3 separate regions of the Mus musculus genome follow, and regions 1 and 3 are each linked to region 2. The links are chromatin contacts, called in public Hi-C maps. All regions are on one chromosome and are shown on one strand. The core of a region is the stretch at or near the end of the contact, and the rest is flanking DNA. Distances in the headings are between cores, read along the strand shown.

What was found. A called contact is a pair of places that touch in the nucleus more often than the background predicts.
Region 1: a contact with region 2 is called in a Hi-C map of muscle stem cells, with 1.9 times the contacts expected there. The contact joins two enhancer-like sites. A contact is called at or near these places in 3 of 484 Hi-C or Micro-C datasets (CD8 T cells, muscle stem cells and nephron progenitors) and 2 of 115 datasets of contacts at active chromatin or transcription factors (both in embryonic stem cells).
Region 3: a contact with region 2 is called in a Hi-C map of the N1E-115 cell line, with 3 times the contacts expected there. The contact joins two enhancer-like sites. A contact is called at or near these places in 3 of 484 Hi-C or Micro-C datasets (the HL-1 cell line, the N1E-115 cell line and bone marrow-derived macrophages) and 1 of 115 datasets of contacts at active chromatin or transcription factors (pancreatic cancer cells).

Annotation. Positions count from the first base shown.
Region 1 is chr12:70,596,236-70,600,475 of GRCm38.p6, forward strand. The region is part of intron 1 of Gm40436 (a long non-coding RNA gene); the gene reads left to right. Among named protein-coding and RNA genes, the nearest start is that of Gm40436, 7.8 kb to the left of the region's middle. Within about 2 kb of position 2,441, at least 26 of the 459 cell types and tissues checked have an H3K27ac peak or open chromatin away from gene starts, as enhancers often do. A contact at or near this core is called in muscle stem cells, where this site is marked.
Region 2 is chr12:70,780,911-70,785,657 of GRCm38.p6, forward strand. No RefSeq gene overlaps it. Among named protein-coding and RNA genes, the nearest start is that of Gm51973, 36 kb to the left of the region's middle. Within about 2 kb of position 3,236, at least 27 of the 459 cell types and tissues checked have an H3K27ac peak or open chromatin away from gene starts, as enhancers often do. A contact at or near this core is called in the N1E-115 cell line and muscle stem cells, where this site is marked.
Region 3 is chr12:70,653,312-70,657,733 of GRCm38.p6, forward strand. No RefSeq gene overlaps it. Among named protein-coding and RNA genes, the nearest start is that of Gm24474, 5.8 kb to the left of the region's middle. Within about 2 kb of position 1,445, at least 44 of the 459 cell types and tissues checked have an H3K27ac peak or open chromatin away from gene starts, as enhancers often do. A contact at or near this core is called in the N1E-115 cell line, where this site is marked.

The DNA of each region.
Region 1 (4,240 bases), core at 1,191-3,690, 190 kb before region 2:
TCCAAATGTACGGGGTAGGAAAGGGCTGAGGTCGCCTCCTCTCATACAACCTGGTAGGAAGCTGGAGGGAGTCTCTTGCTGCCCTAACAATTTATGCTGTTGTGATGGTTAGAAGAGACTGGCTATTTAGGTACTTAGAATAGAAATGGATCGTGTCCTTATATAGTTAATGATTTTTATTTTCACACACACACACACCATGTACAACATACAGAACTGCATACCTCTTTACAATCATCTCACAGTTATTTAAAAACCACACTAAGTCTGGTAGGATCTTAGGCACAGTTATAGTGAAAAAGCATTTCTCATAACATAGACATGGAAATATTTGGTGCTGGAAAGAATTTGAGAGAGTATCATTTCTTTAGGATGCAGACAAAAAGACAGAAGTCCAGAGTGGTCAGGTCACATGGTTACTGTTACAAAGCCAATTAAAGCCAGACTCAACATCAGAGCTTAGCTCAGTGAAGTTGGACCTGGACTATTAACCATAGGAGGGAAGGCAATGCTCACCTCACTTACTAAATGGCTGAAGAGTGGGTTTCAGACATTCCTGTAGGCCAGAGCCTCCTGAGGTGCCTCGGAGTCCTGAACAGCTAGTCCACAGTTAACCCAGGAGCCTTGGATGGAGGTCCAATGGTCAGCATTGTAAGAGGTCACTCTGAAAGATTTCCAAAGGCAACTTGCAAGAAAAATATCAAGTTCAGTTGTCATGTCCTATCATGTCCTCAGTGAGGTCTGAGTGTTGACTCAGTTAAGTTCAACTCAGGTCAACACTGTGGCCCCAGATATGGTTACAGGATGATGTGTCTGTCCTTTGAAAGGAGAAGAGACAACTACTAGGATATAAGAACTCATAGCATCAGTCAGTGCCCTTACCCAACCTTGAAAAGACCTCAGGCATAATCTCAGAAGGCCTGGGACCTCCTTTCTGGACATTTAAGACTTAAACAGGCTCTCAGACCTCAGGTCTCTCCCTTGACTCTTTTGGAAAATTGCTTAAGAGAATGGAGTTTTCCATGATAGCTTTAGTGATACTGAGATGCATAATATTTCACTAGTGCCCACTATCGATCATATAATTTAACAAGTTGTATTTTAATTTTTTCTTTTCATTTCAACTTCTCCAATCTTTCTAAAAATTGTCATCTATTTATAGGGGAATTGAAAGCTTTGTGATATTTCATTGGCGTGCATGTTGCTTAATTAAGCTCTATAATTACAGTAAAAACTGAGGCAGTACAAACAGGTTTGGGAACAAACACAACCAATTCTTGGTGGGTTGCAAAGCACAGCTAGTGGGAGTGTGTGATTCACACAGAACCTGGACGGTGAGTACTCTTCATGGTGCTGTTAGACAAGTGATTGTAACGGATGCAGAGTCAGTTAATCGGGAGGCCTTTGAGACATCCAGGGGGCTATCTAAGCTCTAAAGAGCTTCCTTTGCACAGTAACTTATTTGACCAATTTCCCATGTTGGGCATCTGAGCACCCCACCTCTATGCCACTGTTAAAGTAACGCAGCATTCAGTACCCACGCAGGTAAATCACTGGGCACCATCATGATTATTCCCAGACTTGGAATGGCAGGGTAAAATTATATACATCTTGAAAGCCTTTAGTGCATATTTTTGAATTGCCCTTCAGAAAGGTTTCCCTGGAGTTGATATTTTAAAACACAATTTAAAATAACCAGAGGGCTTTGACTAGGCAGTCTAATTAAACAACCAACTCCATTTTCCCGCATGTGGTAAGAATTTAAGCTCCCCCCCATAAACAGTGATTTCACCTCCTTTTAGGCATGGTTGGAAAACACCTCCTTTTTTTGTTTTCTGCGACAATAGCAACGGTTCCCACGGACAGAATTTATTTTTTCATCTAGTAATTCAATCCATTTGGTTTTAGGATGTGGCTAGGAAAAATGAGCCAAAGATGCAAGATTAAGGCAGCTTGACTCTTATGCCATGTATGTAGTCCAACTTTGGGTTTGGCCCGGTCCAGTTGCCATGGTTTGTGAGGTTGTGTTGTAGCAACAAGGTCCTCAAGCTTCAGTGTGTGAAATGTGAGGTCCCTCCGTGAGGAACATTCTGAACTCTGGGAGGGAAAGGCTCGGGGATCAGGTGGTGTCTTGGACCAGCTCTCTGGAATGCCCATTCTATCCCAAGTTCCAGCCAAGAGCAAAACAGTCATCAATTCTCTAAAGAGCTTTTTCCGTCCTTTGGAACATCCCCCGGGTGGGAATCCAACATGCTAAGGTTGACAGGGTGTGAATGAGGGACACGCGGCCATCGAGCTTAAACTAATGTGAATCACAGTATAGGCATACGACTGCGTCCCTTGGCTTTCTTCCTGCGTATCTGGGACGAGGAGGGTGCACGAGGGAGCTAGTCTGATGCCTTTTGGCACCCGTTGGGGCTTGACGTGGCTGTGGGGAGGAGGGTGTTGGAGAGAGTGTGGAAAATGGAACTGAAATCTCTGCTTCCCTCAGGCCACACATCTGGACAGCTGGACCAAGAGTAAAAAGCCACAGGACTGGGACAAAATGGAGTCAGAGTCACCAGCATAGTCCCTAGGCAGTAGAATGAGGTCTGGGTGGGTAAACTCAGCCAAGATGGCACAGTATGACCTTGGAGGGCAGCTTCTAAAATCTTCGCAAATATCTGTGTGGGTTAAGTTCTGCTAACTTAAAACACTGGTGTGAAATGGGCTGCTAGGATTTATTTAGGTGAAAGGGATAGATATCTGTCAGTGTCAGCAGGTTGTATAGATATTATACTTTTGTTTTCTAAAAATGTCCAAATCTTACAGAGGAGCAGGAAGGGTCATTAAAGCTCTGGCCAGGCAATCTTTGCTCCTACCCATGGAGAGAGAACAGAAAGGCTTTGCTCCCACCCATGGAGAGAGAACAGAAAGGCTTTGCTCCCACCCATGGAGAGAGAACAGAAAGGATTCTGGACCCTTTCCCATGTCTCTCCCAAATGCTAGTAGGGGCCTAGAATTCCCCAGAAGAAATTCATCTGGGGGGAGTTCATGGTAAGCGAAAACATTTTCAAAGTCAAAGACACATAATAAATAAAATATATGGAAGGGCAATGAGAGACAAGAGGCCTAGCTGAGGGAAGTGATTCATCAGTACATCACTGATCAATACATACTTGGTCATGTACGTATCCAGTCCCTGGGTCTTCCTTTTCAGAGAACATTGCTGCCCTGGTTTCAGTGTCAATCACAATCTAGTTCTTCCTTAGTGTCTTGCTTTTATTTTTAATGCTTTTTTTTCCCTTTGAGGCAGGGTCTTGCTGTTTAGCTAAGGCTGGCCACAGTCTTGCCATCTTCCTGCCTTAGCTATTTCAGTCTTAGGATTATAAGTGTCCCCACTTAGTTCATAGGCACTTAATTTTTATTTTTTTTAATTTATTCTTTCTATTAATTAACTAATTAATTTACTTCACATCCAGATGGCAGCTTCTCCTCCCTCTTCTCCTCCCAATCCTTCCCTCTTACCTCCCCTCTCCCTAACGCTCTCTCTTTCTCCTCAGAAAAGAGGAGGCCTCCCATGGATATCAACCTGCCTTGGCAAGCCAAGCTGTAGCAGGATTCGATGCATCTTCTTCTACTGAGACTCCTATTTTAGGTGTTAGAGTGTATGTATGTGCACCATGTGCATGCAGTACCTGTGCAGACCTGCAGAGGGCGTGGAATACCCTGGAACTGGAGTTACAGAAGGTGTAAGCCACCATGTGAGCGCTGGGAACGGAACCCAGGTTTGCTGTAAGATCAAGTTCTCTTAACTGCTGAGCCATCATCGATTGTTCCAGTCCCAAGAAGCACTACATTTTAATGGAGCTGATATTAACTCTATTTTCTTTGTGGCTTTGGCTTTTACTTCTTACTCTAAAGTGATTTTCTAACAGTTTTAAAGATATGATCCAGTATGTATGTATGTATGTATGTATGTATGTATGTATGTATGTATGTATTTCTTAAAATGTCACTATTAATTTCCCCCCTAAAGTTTTTAATTCACCAGAATTTTCATGTAAGTTCTTAAGAGGAGACCAAATTTGAACTGTTTTCTTTATGAACAGAATGTGGTGTGTGTGTGTGTGTGTGTGTGTGTGTGTGTGTGTGTTTGTGTGTGTGCCTGTATGTGTTGTGTGTGTGTGTGTGTGTGTGTGTGTGTGTGTGTGTGTGTGTGCGTGGTGTGTGCATGGTGTGTGTGTATGATGAGTGTTGA
Region 2 (4,747 bases), core at 1,986-4,485:
TCATAAATATCACTTAGCACATAATATTTCTTCCTTTTCAGAGTATTAAAGTGTAGAAATATTTAAAGAGCTGTTCATCCTCTGTTACTATACACACAGAACAAAACTACATGTCTAATCATATGGTATAAAGTATGGTGTATCAAAACAGTTGATAGATATGGAATCCTCTATCAGTTTGGTAATATAAATTTTTGTGTCCCATCACAAAGCATATTCATGTGTTGAAATTTTAATTCCCAAGGTGACAGCATGCCAGACAAGAGGATGTTTTAGGGAAATCATAAAGTCATGACGGAGAACCCTAATGAATGGAATTAACTTCTGATAGCACCATCAAAGCGCTAGCCAGCTCTTCTGGGTGAGGTCATATTATGAACACAAATTCTGAACCAAAACTTGGACACTCACTAGACAGAAACTGTGTTTGCATTTTGATTTTGAAGTCAGCAGATGCCAGAGAAACAAATGTCACAGTCTACGGCATTTTGTAATTAATAACAACTCAGAAAGACTAAAAACAAGAGGACTGGCTTCTATATTATTAACTCTTCTGGTAGTGTGGGTCCACTAAAAAAAGTTCCAGCTAAAATTCTCTTTAAATATTTGCACTTAAATTTAGGCTTGCTATATCAAGACTTGTAATCAGAATTACAAGTGATTTTCCCACTTTTTTGTAACTCTATATTTCCTAAATACATTTCAAAAACCAATTTTGATACCCAAGTCAGGTCCAAGCACCCATCCTTAGTAAGTTAGTAATAGGAAGCAAATTAACCATGGAAAGCAGGAAAAAGATGTATTCAATGTGACCACACTAAGAAAAAAGGCAGAAAGATCTGGCAACCCCTGAAGTCTACCTTTGGGATCCTGAAGTGAGATCAAAATTTCAACAGAAGGCCAAGTATATAAAGATAAGCAGTTCTGGTCAGGGTGTAGTCCTGCCCAGCTTGCCCTATCACTGTCTGGGTTTCAGTCATATTCTGCAAGGTGGTTTAATCGCTTGTAACTGTGAAATCTCCTTTAGGGAGACAAGTGCCCCCTCTTGTTGCCCTTTTCTTTCTCCCAGCATGAGATTTCTGGGAAATTCTCATTTCTCTGGGATCTATTGTTTCGACAGTCTGATAGTCAGATTGAGACACTGGGTTTCTGTTTAGAATATTCATTGGTGTCAGGCCTGTCACAATGTCATATTCCATCTACAGAAAAGTCACCCAGTAGACCAAGTTAGTATAGGATTAACTTGGGACCTCGAATCTATGGCTATTCGATAGCTTGGCCCCCTCTATAATTTGAGGTAGCATGTATACCTTGAAAAACTGACAATGTAATATTTTATCCGTTTTTGAGACCCATTGAAGAAGAATACAACTAGATTTAGCAAACATTACTTTATTCATTGGTTAAAAGGGCAGGCAGGAGCACTGAGACACTTATGTCCCAAGACCTCCATGACTAAATCCTTCCTGTGCCTAGTCCTTAGACTCCGAGCTAGTCTGCAGTGGCTCAATTACCCAGATTCCATGCCATTGACTCTGGAGGATCAGAAAAATTAGTGTCAACTGAAAAATTGATGACTTAGTCAGAAGCAGGATGGGTTAGTCCCCTGAGACTAGGGAACGCCTGTTCTCTCCTGGGCAGGGGAAGGACCTGCTCCTGCCATACCCCTGTATCCTCCTGTGGTGCTTCAAGGTCAAAGAAAGGATGAGTCAAGAAGCAACTTGGCAGCTCCTTCTTGGAATCCTGGCCTGGAGGAAGAAAGCTCTTCCCACTCCACACAAAAACATTCCCTCACACACATCCATATGCAGACACTGGCATAACCATAAACACTCACAGTTCATGCACTGAGACACTTACAGCTGCCCAGATTTAATCACACAGTCACACAAACACAAGCACATATGCACTGCACACCTTCACATTCACATAGACACATATATGCACAAACCCACTAAGCGCTGTGCAGGCTGTGTGCACAGGTCTCTACCCTCCTCTCCTTCCCCTACTTTTCTTCCTTAAACTTCTGTTTTAGTGATGCTCTGGCCTTGAGCTAGACTGCATGATCACCGCCTCAGCCTGTCAATTTTTCCTTTCCTAACAGCTCTAAGATTGAGGGTCTTTAATTAATGCTGTAAAACAGGAAGTCTGTGATGACCGGAAGTAAGACTGTAGGGCTAGCAGGAAAGAGCTGGTCAGACGATCAGCTTTGGAAATATTAGATCAGACGATCTCGTCAGCCTTTCTTGCTCAAATACACTGTGGAATTGGCTGTGTTTGCACCACATGGCAGAAAGTGAACTCCACATTTAATATGTAGGGGGTCACGGTCGCGGAGATCAAAGAATGAACTGGCCCGGTCTAATCCTGATGGACAGGAAGTGAGTGGGCACATCGTCCACATTGTTATCTGTTCCTTAAATTTCTTTGATTTAGCTTTACTATTTTCACTACCCAGTGAAATCCATGGGATTGGAAATTTTCAAAATTATAGGTAACCCCTGTAAGAAACAGATTGTGGTCCATTTTCAATAGAAGGTGAGTTTAGGGTTTACTGGAGTCACAGAGGAGCCAGACACACCAGACCCCGCCCCTCCCCCGCCCCCGCCCCCCAAAGCTCATACCTGGCACCATCGGGCAACATCTGCTTGGAGCTTTATCAGAAAAGGGGGGCAGTCCCAAGCCCCAATTTGTTCATTGGATGAGTCTCTGTGTACTAAGCCAATGAAAAGAGGATTTGGAGAAGGGAGCAAGGCTTGACCCACGGAAAGAGAGACCGGGAGTGATGAGAGTATTCATTCTAAAAGAGTCCTCCTCCAAATCTGCAAGCCACGCTGGCCTTTTCTCCACACTGGGGTCTCTTTCTGCAGAACTGTATATTAAAAGCTGCTTCGTTTTTACTAGTCTGTTGAATTTGCTATCTTATTTTCCGACAAAGCCAAAACAGCTCCCTCCTCGCCACACCATTCCCTCCTCAGAGACGAGTGCTGTTGGTGGCCACACAGCAAATGTGGGCTGTTCGGCTCCTTCATGACAGAAATGATAGCCTAGTGCGTGAGTTGCCTTGGGCTTGCCTTTCCCCTCACTTAATCGTTTCTGGCAGGTCTTTCTATTAAGTGATTTTTAAATGAGGCTAGTCCCTGGCCCTCTAGGCAGGGCCTTTCCCCCACTCCCGCCCAGTGCCACGACGCCGTGACACTGAGCTTGTGGTTCTCTTACAGTCCCTAATTCCTGGTCCCCGCCTTTCCCATCCGTCAGTCACTGCGCCCTCTCCCTCTGCAGTGTCTGTCTGGGCTCCCGCCTGTCTGCTGTGGCCAAGAGAAGGAAGCAGAGTCGTCTCACTGTAATTATTTGAGGTTCTGGGCAGATTGTGTGTGTGTGTGCATCAGATCCCGTAACACAAAACAGAAGAAAACCATTACATCCCAAACCCGACTATTTACTTTCCCACACAGGGTTTTGGGGCAAGGGTGGGGGACTGCTACTGCATCATCTGAAAGAGGGAGCTGGTATCCCGCTGGAGCCTTGATCTTCAGAGTCTGGGAGCCCTGACTGGGTGAGGCCCAGGAAAGCAAGACTCACAGGAAGCTTGAGAATTCCTGTGCCAGGGAGGGTAGCCCAGCATCAAGACAACACAGACACAGACACAGTCAGATTCTTTTCCTCAAATCCAAAGGTCCACGAGCGGCCTTTTGTCTCTAAGCTCTGAGCAGAGAGCTATCCCTGTACAGCTTTGCCTTGGCATCCAGGAAATACATGTTGTAGCCTCTCTTGCATAAGTTTTTATTGATATTCTGCTTTGTTTCCTGTGCATCCATCCTTAGAATAAACATTCATGTGTAAAGTAGGCACAGTAAGATATTAATATTAATAACTAATAATAGAATAATTATACCAATGTGCTATAATAAAAAGTAAATTAAATCATATGAATGATTTATTTCTGAGATTTTTCCATTTAATATTTTTGGGTCATAGGTACCTTTTAGGCAATTGGAACTTGGAAAGTAAAGCCATAAATAGAGGGACATCCCCCTGGTGATGGCATTATGGTTAAATTATGGTATCCTGTAACTTTGTGAGAGAAATCATGAAAAGTACTGATGATACACTTGTTAACAATGGTCCCCCAAATACCAACCAATATGTGAGCTTCCTCCTCTCCCTTCTTTTCCTCAGACTTCTTATGTCTGTCTGGAGGTCCATCTTTTCCTTCTCCGGGTTGGGATGCTGGAAACCCGCTGCCTCTCTTGCCTGGCCCTTCCTGGGCGGAGGTCTTTTCCTAAAACACCAAAGCTGCTTATATCCGATCTTCGTTCAAACCCCAGCTCAGCTATCGTGTGCATTCGCTTCTTCGTATGCTTGCCCTTCATTTCTTCAGTAGATATGTGCCAGCAACTGTTACGTACCAAACATTGGAGTGCTGATGGAGGGAAGAGACTCAGTCCGTGCTATGAAGGAGCTCAGGCTACCAGGGGTCAGAGACAGGCCAATGAGCTATCCTAGTGTGGGGCACACAAAGTCATTCAGGTTTAATGTCTTCTCTGCTCTCTGTTACTCCAACAATATTTTTCAAATCCCCTATTGAATTTTTATGTTCTTTTATAGTGTTTATTTTTTTAGTAACCTTCCTACTCTCTGGTTATTCTTTTTTTTTTCTTCTTATTTTTTAAAAACATCATCTTCTAAACGGTGTGAAAGAATCATCCATAATTGTGCATTTTAATCAGGAGCGCTACTAGGAACT
Region 3 (4,422 bases), core at 195-2,694, 130 kb before region 2:
AGAATCTTGAAACAGAATGTTTCTCCTCTATGATTTTGGCCTTTAGTGAAGCTTTGATTTGAAGTAGGAGAAGGGGAAATCTCATGAATTCTTGCTTGTACACGGTTAACTAGAATAGGTATAGGGACAAAAGCGAGTGATTGTCATAAATGTTAAATGTTCATCTAAACTTCGATCCTTTCCCTCCTTCCTTTATGGTTACACTGTGATATTTGTCTTTTTTGAATTTATCTCTCTACTTCCCTTGATTGTTAAAAGAAAAAAATATATTGGAAGAGATATGAAGAAAACTCTAATACTGTGCTACAAAAATGTGGTTGCTTCTTAGAAAATCTTGCTGCCATGTAATTTTGAAAAACAAAATCAGAAAATCAAGATGTTGGCCAGTGACCTCTGCCCCTGCCCAGTGACCCTCCTAAAATGCCACCCAATCCCATTAATAGTTCTTGACAACTCTATGGAATGCCATCTTAAACACTTCAAGCATATGTGGAGCGTATAAAATAACACAGGGGAATTTATAGATTATGGTTTCCCACTAACTGTTCATCTCTGGGCTCCAAAGGACTTCTTTGTAAAGCAGATATTTGCTCATTTGATAAATGAGACAACTCCTGTCGGGTAAGCATTTTAAAAGATGTATATCACTTGCGTGTATCAATGACCAGCAGAACCAATACCTTATAGTAGACTCACTGCCTCATCCCAGCTCTGTAAGAAACATTGAGCTTTGTCTCCACTCTCAGTGGAGAGCGAATGAAGCAATGCACGGGAGAAACAAATAGCTCACAGGTGTTACCCTGGCTGCGTTGTTTCCCCTGGGCCCGTGTTTCTCCATCTGTAATCAAAAATAATAAAGTTGCTTTTCCCAAGAAAGCGTGACACATAAGAAGTGTCCAGCAGAAGTTGGCTCGTCACGACTGTTATGCATGCCATTGTTTATTTGTACACACAATAAGAAAGAAAGAAGTGACCAGTGCATAGTGAAGAGGTAGGGACCATTTGTTTAGAGAGTTTAGACTCGAACTGGGCTTTTTTTTGTGTGTTAGGTAAAATACAACTAGCTGGGGACCTAAACAAGAAAGGGGTCATCTGAGGTGGGAAATGACAGCTGGAAAGGAGTGCTGCCACTGGAGAGAAGAGCCTCATGGTTCAGTGGGAGTGGATTGACCTTTCTGAGGAAGAAAATGGAGATGGGTGCAGTGAGACTATGGAAGCTTTACAAGTCGGGCAAGGGTGTTTGGATTTGATAGGCTCCAACAATGCATTGTCTAATCTTGATTGAGAGAGGGATGGGACCAGGAAGAGACTGTCCTGAGATGCAAGCTGGTGGGCAGGAAGCCCAACTCAGGGAGGCTAGAGGGAAGGCTGTGGCAACAGCCAAGCTGAGCTGTCATCGGAGGTTGGCAAGCAGAGTTGAGAAAGAGTCAGGGCCAAGTTACTGTCAAGGCCTTGAAAAGTTGCAGAGCCGTGAGGGAACACAGTTGCAACTTGGGAATCTGGTGCCATGGTTTACAAACACAGTTGACACATAAACGTGGATTTATGTAACAACTGAGGCTACATAATTGAAAGGTCACTGAATAGCTGAGGTCATTGTCTGTGGCCAAGCAGGAAAACCAAGACTAGCAACTGAGAAAAAAAAGGTTGAGAGACCAGTTCCCACTTGGATTTTTATAGTTGTTTCTATGTTGCCTGTATCTTACTTAGGGTTTCTACTGCTGGGATGAAACACAGTCACCAAAAGCAACTTAGGGAGAAAAAAGATTTATCTTGCTTTCAGGTAACAGTCCATCCCTGAAGAAATCAAGGCAAGAAGTGAAGGAGAGGGCGCGGAGGGTGCTGCTTACTGACCTCCTGATAGCTTACTCATTCTGCTTTCTCATACCTCCCAGGACCACCTTCCCCAGCAAACCCCACCCACGATGGGCTGGGCCCTCCCACAATCAATCACTAACTAAGAAAATAGACCACAGGCTTGCCCACAGGTTAGTCTGATAGAGGCATTTTCTTAATTGAAGTCCTCTCTTCCTAAATGACTCTACCTTGTGTCAAGTTGACACAAACGAGCCAGCACAGCATGTTGGCCTGCTGGGTAAAAAAAAAACCTGCCAAACACTGGTTGAAAAGAAAGACCTGTGATGACCTACCTGCCTATGTTCATCCTGCAGTGGTTACTGGAGGGGAGAGCAGCAGGCCCACATGTGAGGCTGAAATGAGTTCTTTGCTAAGAAGCTGGAAGGCTGGCAGTCCACTGGAGGAATAGTAGCTGTGTGTCGGGGAGCAGGGAGTCGTGATGTGGTGGTAAAGGTTGTTGCTCACTTTCCTCCAGTAAATGAAAACCTTATAATGCATTGTCCAGTAAATGACTGTCCATTCAACATGCTGAGTCATAGCTGTCATGATTAATTCCTAGGCCAGTCATGATGGCAGACACCTCTAATCACAGCAATCTGGAAACATGGGCCAAAAGACCATGGTGACTCACCTGATCTATGTAGTAAGTTCCAGGCCATCAGGGGTTACATGGTGAGACAAACGCTATGTCAAACAAACAAACAAACAAACAAACAAAAAACCAAAAGGAACTGCGATGAGGAATTCTCTAGTTCTGAAGATCTGGCTGATGTCACTTAAATGTATGCAATTTCATCCTTTTCCCTGCAAATGCTATAAATTCATTCTTTGTTATCCATTCATCTGTGGCTAGCCACCTACCCTGATTCTGTAATTTGGTCATTGTGGACAGTGCTGTATAAAGATGGGTGTGCCGGTGCCTCTGTGGTGAGCTGACCTGTGGTCCTTCGGGTAGATGCTCAGCGGGGGAGGGGTATGGCTGGGTCATACACACGTTTACTTGTAATTTTCTTTGAGAAATCTCCCTGCAGATGCCCACAGCATTGTATGTACTGATGTCTATCCCTTCCAGCAGTGAGTGAGGGTTCCTCATCCCACATCCTAACCAGCATCTGTTGTTTTCTTGGTCATAGCCATTCAGACGAGGGTGAGAAGGCATCTCAGTGCAGTTTTGACTTCCTCTTCCCTGGTGGGTTAGGGTGTTAAACATTGCTTTGTATTCATTAGCCGTTTGTACTTCCTTCTCTGAGAATGGCTGGTTAAGCCCACAGTACGTTTATTGATTGGATAATGTTTCCACCCATCTGTAGAATCTACTGCAGAGAGTTAAAAAGAGAAGCACATGAAATTAAAAGGGGGACTCCAGGGATGTGAAAAGGGGGAGCTATAAGGGAAGGGGGCCATAAGAAAGACCACTAAAGGAAGGAATATGAGCAAAATGCATTATATTCATACATGTAAAAGCCATGAAGCTCACTTCGTTGTACAATTAACATATGCTAATAAAGATGCAAGACAAATAATAGTAATTAATGTCTGCGGAGCCACATGTAGAACTCTGAAGGTGAAGATATTAGCATGCATCATCTCTTCAGGCTAAGAGGCCTCAAGTTCAAAGCCTGGATCACATTCATGCTGCCGTCATTTTAAGAAGGTCACACTCTGCAGGCTTACAGCTACAATCCAAAAGGGGGGAAAGTGCCAAGTGCCTGTCATCTTCAAAAGTGCAAAGCCCGGGGGAGGGACAGACACTGCAGGAAATGTGCCACCTGGGCCCCAAGTTGACTCTCCTCAGAACCTGTTTTCTTTGAGCACCCAAGCTGGCTGTTACTACACTTCTTGGACTGCGGAAACTTAAACCTGAGGCTCCCAAAAGTGGCCAGTGTGGTTAGAACAGCAGGTGTGGACTGACCAAGGAATCTCCAAGGCTCTTGACTGGAAAGTGTTAGCATGCCTGCTGTCACATGGGCTGTCCAAACGTTTGCTGGAGCGAGCCATTCAGTCAGTAAATCAGAAACAGCTTTGAGCATATGTGAGCAGGATCTTTTGTTTTCTTACTTCAGGAACTGGCCTTAATTTGTATCGTGTTTTATTTTGTTTATTCAAATTGTGTTTTATAATTTTTAATTGCATTTTCCTTCTGGGTCTACCAGAAGGCAGGCAGTATGGTGAGGAGAACTCAGAGAGTTGGATGGTTCAGAGACTAGAAATGAGGGATCCTTTCAGTGGAGAAAGCTATGTCTCAGAAGGCTAACAACCTCAACTTGATATGTGTTTGACAAAAGAGATGCTTCCGTCAGTGGAATTATCTGGCTTTACCCACTTTGGGCTTGAATCCTCATGCTTCCTGGAGCTATGCGCTAACTTCCTGAAATGCTAAGTCTGAGGTTTATGCCATAGCATAGGGATAAAGTCTTTCTGGGGCCAGCCCCAGATCATGGATGCAGAGACAATGCAGCCCTACACTCACATTTGTCTGTAGGCCGTTGAGAAGCTTCTTAATTCAAATTCCTAAGGCAGAACTCATTCTGTAGCGCAGGAGGCTGGGAAGAGTCCCCATGAGTG